Linked DNA regions of Gossypium hirsutum: region 1 is linked to region 2. Evidence: chromatin contacts called from public Hi-C data. All regions are on one chromosome and are shown on one strand. Each heading gives the region's core, a stretch centred on a gene start, on an enhancer-like site or on the middle of the called end of the contact. The rest is flanking DNA. Distances are from core to core; before and after follow the strand shown. Region 1 holds the start of LOC107948548 (probable polyamine transporter At3g13620). Region 2 holds the start of LOC107893937 (putative E3 ubiquitin-protein ligase LIN-1).

Region 1 (3,304 bases), core at 209-2,708, 940 kb before region 2:
ACCAGGCAACTCCAATGGCACTCTAAAAGGCCTTTCCATCATTGGCAATTTTCTCCTCAACCAAAGGAAAGATGCAAATTCTAGTAACATCGCTAAGCTATACAAGAAATTAATTGAAGAAATTAAGTCTGCAAAGTTCATAGAAGAAACTGCTACAGTTATCAAAGTTGAGACCAAAATCCCTAACCAAGGTGTGTTAAACCACTTGGATCTCACCGAGAAACATTGAGGCAAAACCCCTAAATCAGCCATTCCAAGAAGCTGGTATGCGCAACTAGTGAGTTGTGCTTCATAGAATCCAATACTTGATAAAACTGCACCAATTTCAAGGAAGATCATTAACGACTTGCCTGCAATGAGTTGGGCTACATCAGCAAAATAGCCATTAACCCAATTTTCTTGCTTTAGTGGTATAGCCCCAGTAGCGGCTAAAAGTGGCACCAGGTAAGCTAAACAAGTGAGCAGCCCGGCTGAGAAAAGAGCTTTAGGGAATGTCTTTTGGGGTCGATCCACTTCACCTGCTAAAGAACTGGCATTGTCCCAGAAATTCAGGTTCCAAAAAAGGGTATTGAAAAACAATGACCAATCGGTTTTAACTCGGTCCTCATTCAAACTGATCCATCTACTTGGATCAATATTGGGAATTGAAATCAAAGCCAACAATATGAATGGTACAAGTGAAAAAATACCTAAAAGTATTGCAGTGTAACCAACTACAACCAAGCCTGTGTAGTTTAAGAAAGATAAAACCAAAGCTAATGACACTACTGCAAAGTATCGTGATGCCCCACAAGAGAAAAGTGGGAGAACTAACTTAATATACTCGATACAAAGAACTGAGCATGAAGCGAGGTTGATGACCCCACTGAGGAATTTCCAGGAACCAATAAGTGAACCCCAGAATGGCCCAAAAGCCTGGTGAGCCCAGATGACGTAGCCGCCGTTACCGGGGAAGGTGGTGGCAAGCTCAGCTGTGATCAATGCCTCAGGTATGCTCCATAGGAAAGGGAAAATGAGGAACCCCAATATGGAACAAAGGGGCCCAGCGGCACCTACTGCTGCCTCTGCACCATATGCTCCCCCGGAGACCTCGAAGTAGATGAGGAAGATGAAGGGGATGATAGATAGCTTTTTGTGGTTTTGACTGGCACTGGCAGCCTTGGTGGTCGGAAGAGTTTCCTGGTGGTCTAAGAGCTGCTGGGAGTAATTGGAGTCTCCCATCAGGATCGCTTGCACTTACTTTAGGAATTGGAATGCTCAAAAGCCCTTGAATGTTGGCTCGATTTTGCAAGTAAATTCACTCCTCCATTTGAACATCAGATGCAGCTATTTTTAAACCATCCACTCTGCAACTGTGAAAACTCAGCAGACAGCTCTTGCAAGTGGCTTTCTCCATAATTATTGGAGTTAGGCCCACGCGTTATCAGCTATATATGGTTGTCAATTCAATCGAACTGCATACTTGGGCAAAGTAATATTCGAGTGACAAGCAGTTTTTAGATATAGTCAATCTTTCATAAAATTTAGTTTCTACTCTTAAGAAAATTTACCAATTTAATTTTTAATTAATTTTTTAAATCAACATAATTAAATTATATCAACATATTTTTTAATTAATTCTTAAGAAATTTTACTTTTAATTATATATTTTTTAATTTGTAATTCGAATCATAGTTAAAATATATTAACTTATTTATCAATTCAAATATTAAAAAAATTAAAATAATAATTAAAAATTTATATCATATTAAAAAATCGATATATTATTAATCAATAATTTTTTTATGATATTAAAAAAATTCAAATCATAATTAAAATTCAGTATATATTATAATATTATTTCAAGTAATTAATCTAAAACAACACTATTCAAAATAATAAACATAAATAAACTATTTTAATTTTAAATATAGTACTAATAAAAAATGTTAATCATTATTAAAACATTTCTACTGATTATAAAAATTTGATATATTGTAAAGTAAACTCTCTAATAAATTGAGTTCATACATAACATATAATTAATATAAAACGTAATGTTTGCAAAAGTCCATATATAAAATTAAAAAAAAAGTATTATATAAAGAATTACAATTTGCTAGTTAAAACTAAAATAACTTTTTTTTTCTTGTCAACTTCTTTTTGGTAATAGAAACGTAATAGCTTATTATTATTATTATTATTATTATTATATAAGTTCTTTTAACAGAAGTATTTTAATAAAATTAGAATTCTTATTTATAATTATGATATATAGAAAAAAATATTTTAGTGAAATTAAATTCTTATATAAATTTCATAAATAATAAAAATACTTAAAATGAAAAATTCAATAATATAATTATGGGTGAGTGCTCGATCGAATCGAGTGAAAAAATTTCGAGTTAGGGGAGTTGGCGAGTTCTATTTTATCATCCTATCTTGATTTGAAATTTTTTCAAGCCAACTCAAGTGAAATGATATTCGAGTTGAATCCAGCCAAACAAATTTGTTAGGGTTAAATTTAAAAATATAAACTGGCCATATTGAACTCTTATTAATAATATGACTAAATTTCAAGTTAAATAACATAAATATCATATATATTTTAAAACTATTTTAAAATAAAATAAAATGTCAAGATAATTGGAATGGTAAATTTGATTTGATAATTTATTTTCTTGTTTAAGGACTCAAATATATCATTTTGAAATTTTAAAAAGATATAATTTTGTGTTTATATATTTTAAATAAATTTTAATTTTTAAATATATTATAAAATTTTGGGAAAAAAAGTATTTTATAAATTTATTATATAAATTATTAACCCTTGAAGATTGATTTGATTTTTTTGTAATTCTTTTAGAGGGACCAATTTGCACTTTTTCAAATCAGTCAGGGACTTAAGGGTTATTTACATCCATTTGTTATTCAAAATATTCAAATTGTAAAATTCAACTCGACTCAAACTCAAAAAACTGAATTACTTATTCAAGTTTATTCGAAAAATTAAATTTTTTATTCAAGTTTATTCAAAAAATCGAATAACTCGAATTGATTAACTCAAAATTCAATAAAAATTTTAAACTTTTCGAATCGAGTTTTGGTCACCGCTAAATATAATGGAATGTAAGATCTAAACAAGCAGTCATAGATCTGAAAACAACATCGAAGAGAGCTTGTTGGTTTTGATTTTTGCTCTAGTCAAAGTTTTGAGGAAATGCTAAAATACATCAAAATCTCCCACTCGCATATAGTGGGCACTATAACACCCCTAAAATTGTTATACTTTAAAGGCAATAATAAATCAAGATTGTGTACAATT
Region 2 (3,724 bases), core at 447-2,946:
AATTAATAAATTTTAATAGTTTGATAACTAAATTTAAATCTCTCAAATAGTCGAAAGATGTGTAATTTATTAATAATATTTTATAAATTTTATAAAAAAATAGTATCATATGATAAATAACTTGATAATAAATTATATATAAATAGTAATGATATTAATAGTAGCTAACAAAATTGTAGACAAATACAATAATAGTACATGATTGATATCAGGAGATCAAATTACTAATTGCATTATAACTTTTACTATATCTAAGTGGAATTATAATTTAAGCTTTGTTGTATAATATTTATTACATTATTTGGTTAAGTTGCATGTTTTAAATTTAAAAAATTACTAATATGTTAAGTTGTACTTAGAGTTGTTCATGAATTGAGTCGGGTCCTAATGAAATTTTAGGTCCAATTGTTAGCTTTTGGTCTAGTCTAACCAAGAAAATGGGCTTAAATATTTGTCTAAACCCAGCCCGAATAAAAATGCTAAAATTTAGATCCAATCCGACTTGACCCGTATTAATTTTTTTAACTTCAATTTTATGTAAAAAAATTTAAAAAATATAATACACCAAATATACTTAAAACATTAAAATAAATGTTTCCCAACAAATTGAAAATAAATTAAAAAAGTGTTTATATTTAAATAACACTAAGATAAGTGGAGCTTAATAAGTAAATGCCTCTAAAATAGTAGCAAAATAAACAATAAAGTAAGTGTTATACAATATCCAAACATTAACAACAAAATAGTAGCAACATAATAGTGAAATGATAACAAATAGTGGCAAAAAGTGGGAAAATAACAACAAAAACAGCAAGGTTTTCTATTGAAAATTTAGGTTGGGTCGGACTCGGGGCCAAAAAAACATTACCCGAGATCTAACCCGTTTTCTATATGAACTTTTTTTTTGTCCAAACTCATTTTTTAAATTTATATTTTCACCCAAACTCTCTTATTTTTTTTGGACAGACTCGACTCAGGCAATGTACAACTCTAATTATAATTGATTTTCAACTTATGTACAACATAACAGTAAATAACAATATTTTATAAGCAATTAATAACATAAATATAAAAGGAGTACTAAATAATTTATAATAAAATATAAAAACATTATTTCATAAAATAATAAATTATATAAAACATAAAAATAAAAAATGATAATAAAAAGTAATTGTAAATTTATAACAAAAATTCTCAAATTTGTATAACTTAATAACAAAGTAAAAAATAGATATTTATATAAATATCATAATATTTTTAATACCAAAATGAAAATATATAATTTAAAAGTTTAACTTACAATTAAATTAATAATTACATATTTTTAAAATTACTAAACAAAATTAATTAGTTAATTTTTGTAAAACATATAATTTTTGTATTTTAAATAATTCACGTGTTAATACGTATAGAAAAAAATAAAATAAAAAATCATTACATATTTATTTTATTGATATTATGCTTTAATTTTTTATTATATTTATTTATATTTTAAAATTAAAATTAAAATTAATATTGATTTAATATAACACCGATTGTTTTTTTTTTTGACAAAAATCAGATTGGGCTTATTTGACCATAAAACGTAATATCCAACAAATCAAAACAGAAATAAACTAGACAAAAAGAGGCCTAACACTTAAGCTTTGGCCCAAAAGGAAATTCAAAAACTAAATTAAGAGTATTCTAGAATACCATAATTATAACCCCTATTCTGCACAATCAGAAAACCTGTTGCACGTCTTGTCTGCTAGGCTGGCATTTCTTCTTCAAGACGTTTTCACAATTCCAAAGGGGGCATTTAACACTTTGTCTGTTGATCTGCCCATTTTCACAGCTTCCCTTTCTTTCTCTTCTTCTCTATCCATTTTCAATCCGGTTCACACACACTATCATTTACTCTCTGAAATTCGGCATATTTAGGAACACTATCCACCAGGTATATCTCCTCCCTTTTCTTCATTGATTCTTTGGCTTGTAAATGTGCTAACATATTTGCTACTCTTGGGATATATGCAAACGTTAAGTTTCTAGATCTAAACATTATTTGCTGGATGTCATGTATATATGCTCCGATATGTGATTTTTCCTCTCTGTTTTCCTTGCATTTCTTGATGATTGATAATGAATCACCCTCAATATTGATCTTGGACCATTTCATCTCCATCCCGATTTGGACTGCTCTACAACAAGCGAGTGCCTCTGCAGTGAAAGCTGAGCCTATCTGGTGATGAATCTCTGAGCAAGATATTAAGGCCTTTCCTCCACTATTTCTAACCACTATCCCTGGAGCCGCTTGACTGATCTTTTATCATATGCTGCGTCAAAATCAATCTTCACTATCTGATCAGGTGGATGTTTCCATTTACTGACGTCCTGGGTAATTTTTTGTGTTTCTTTTTCATTCCCATCTACCTCACTGATGTAGCTCTGGACAAAATTTGCAGTTTCTTTCCCAGATCTACTAACTTTCTTATGTAATCTATTGTTTTTTTCTCCCCAGATTGCCTATAACGCGCAACAAAATAATCTACACAAGGAAATATTATTCTGGGCAAACACCCAGGTTAGCCATTGTAGAAATTCCATATTAGGTTCCTATAGAAGCTTCTGGAATGATAGTTCTATCCATATTGTCATTGATACAGGGCATTCCCAGAAGAGATGGTCCATTGTTTCCACTGCTGATTCACATCGAGGGCAGATTGCATATTAGTAATTAGCTTTCTGTATTGCATGTTAGCTCGTGTAGGCAAATAATTCCAGGAGATTTTCCAAACTGTAATCTTAATTTTGGAGGGTAGATAGCCATAGTTTTTTATAGAAATTGTTGTAGTCGGTCTGTAAAGCATAAGCACTAGGATCTTCCAACCTTGTTTATAGGCACTACGGATAGAGTATTCTCCCGAGAGTTCACCACTCCAAGCCAGGAAATCATCATGAGGAGCTTTCACCAGAGGAATATGCAGAATCTTCTCAGCTACTTTGTGAGGAAAGGTATTGACAATCTTCTCTCATTTCCAGCTTCTATTATGAACATCAATAAGCTCAGCAACTTTAAAATCACATAAATTATTAACAATTGACGGTAATCTATAATTTCTTTTATCCGGAATCCACGCATCATGAAGAACCGAGATATCCATGCCCCTACCCACCTTCCAGCAAAGTCCCTCCCCCAAAATTCCTTCTGCCGCCCATATACTTTTCTATGTATACGAGCTATTGTTCCCCAATCGAGAATTTAAAAATTTCTCATTTGGAAAATATTTCGCTTTAAGGACTTACGCGATTAAAGAATTTGGACTATTTAAGATTCTCCATCCTTGCTTTCCTAATAATGAAGTATTAAATTGGGTCAGACTCTGAAAACCCATTCCACCCTCTTCTTTCGATTGACATGGAAATTTCCACTGGCACCAATGAATTACTATTTTCCCATATCCCTGTTGCCACTAAAATTTAGTAAAGATATTTTTTAAGTCCCCACAGAAAGATTTCGGAAGAAGAAAACAAGACATAACATAAGTGGGTATTGACTGAAGCACTAATTTGATAAAAACCTCCTTCCCCCTTGTGATAATAATCTGACACTCCAGGCTTCAATTCTTGCTTGGACCCTCTCATTAAGATTTTGGAAAGATTCTTTCTTTTGTTTGCCAACCACATTGGGAAGTCCTAAATATTTTTCTGGATTCGTAGAATTGCGAAGCCGAAGTTTCAT

Evidence for each region. A called contact is a pair of places that touch in the nucleus more often than the background predicts.
Region 1: a Hi-C map of leaf shows a contact between it and region 2, with 2.2 times the contacts expected there. The contact joins the promoter of LOC107948548 here to the promoter of LOC107893937 in region 2. A contact is called at or near these places in 2 of 34 Hi-C or Micro-C datasets (both in leaf).

What each region holds. Positions count from the first base shown.
Region 1 is chrA06:42,470,778-42,474,081 of Gossypium_hirsutum_v2.1, reverse strand. LOC107948548 (probable polyamine transporter At3g13620) reads right to left here and starts at 1,458. Exons shown (of 1, transcript XM_016883136.2): 1 at 1-1,458. The coding sequence starts at 1,221.
Region 2 is chrA06:41,528,219-41,531,942 of Gossypium_hirsutum_v2.1, reverse strand. It overlaps LOC107893937 (putative E3 ubiquitin-protein ligase LIN-1), which reads left to right and starts at 1,696. Exons shown (of 12, transcript XM_041115868.1): 1 at 1,696-1,939; 2 at 2,194-2,351; 3 at 2,504-2,566; 4 at 2,649-2,997.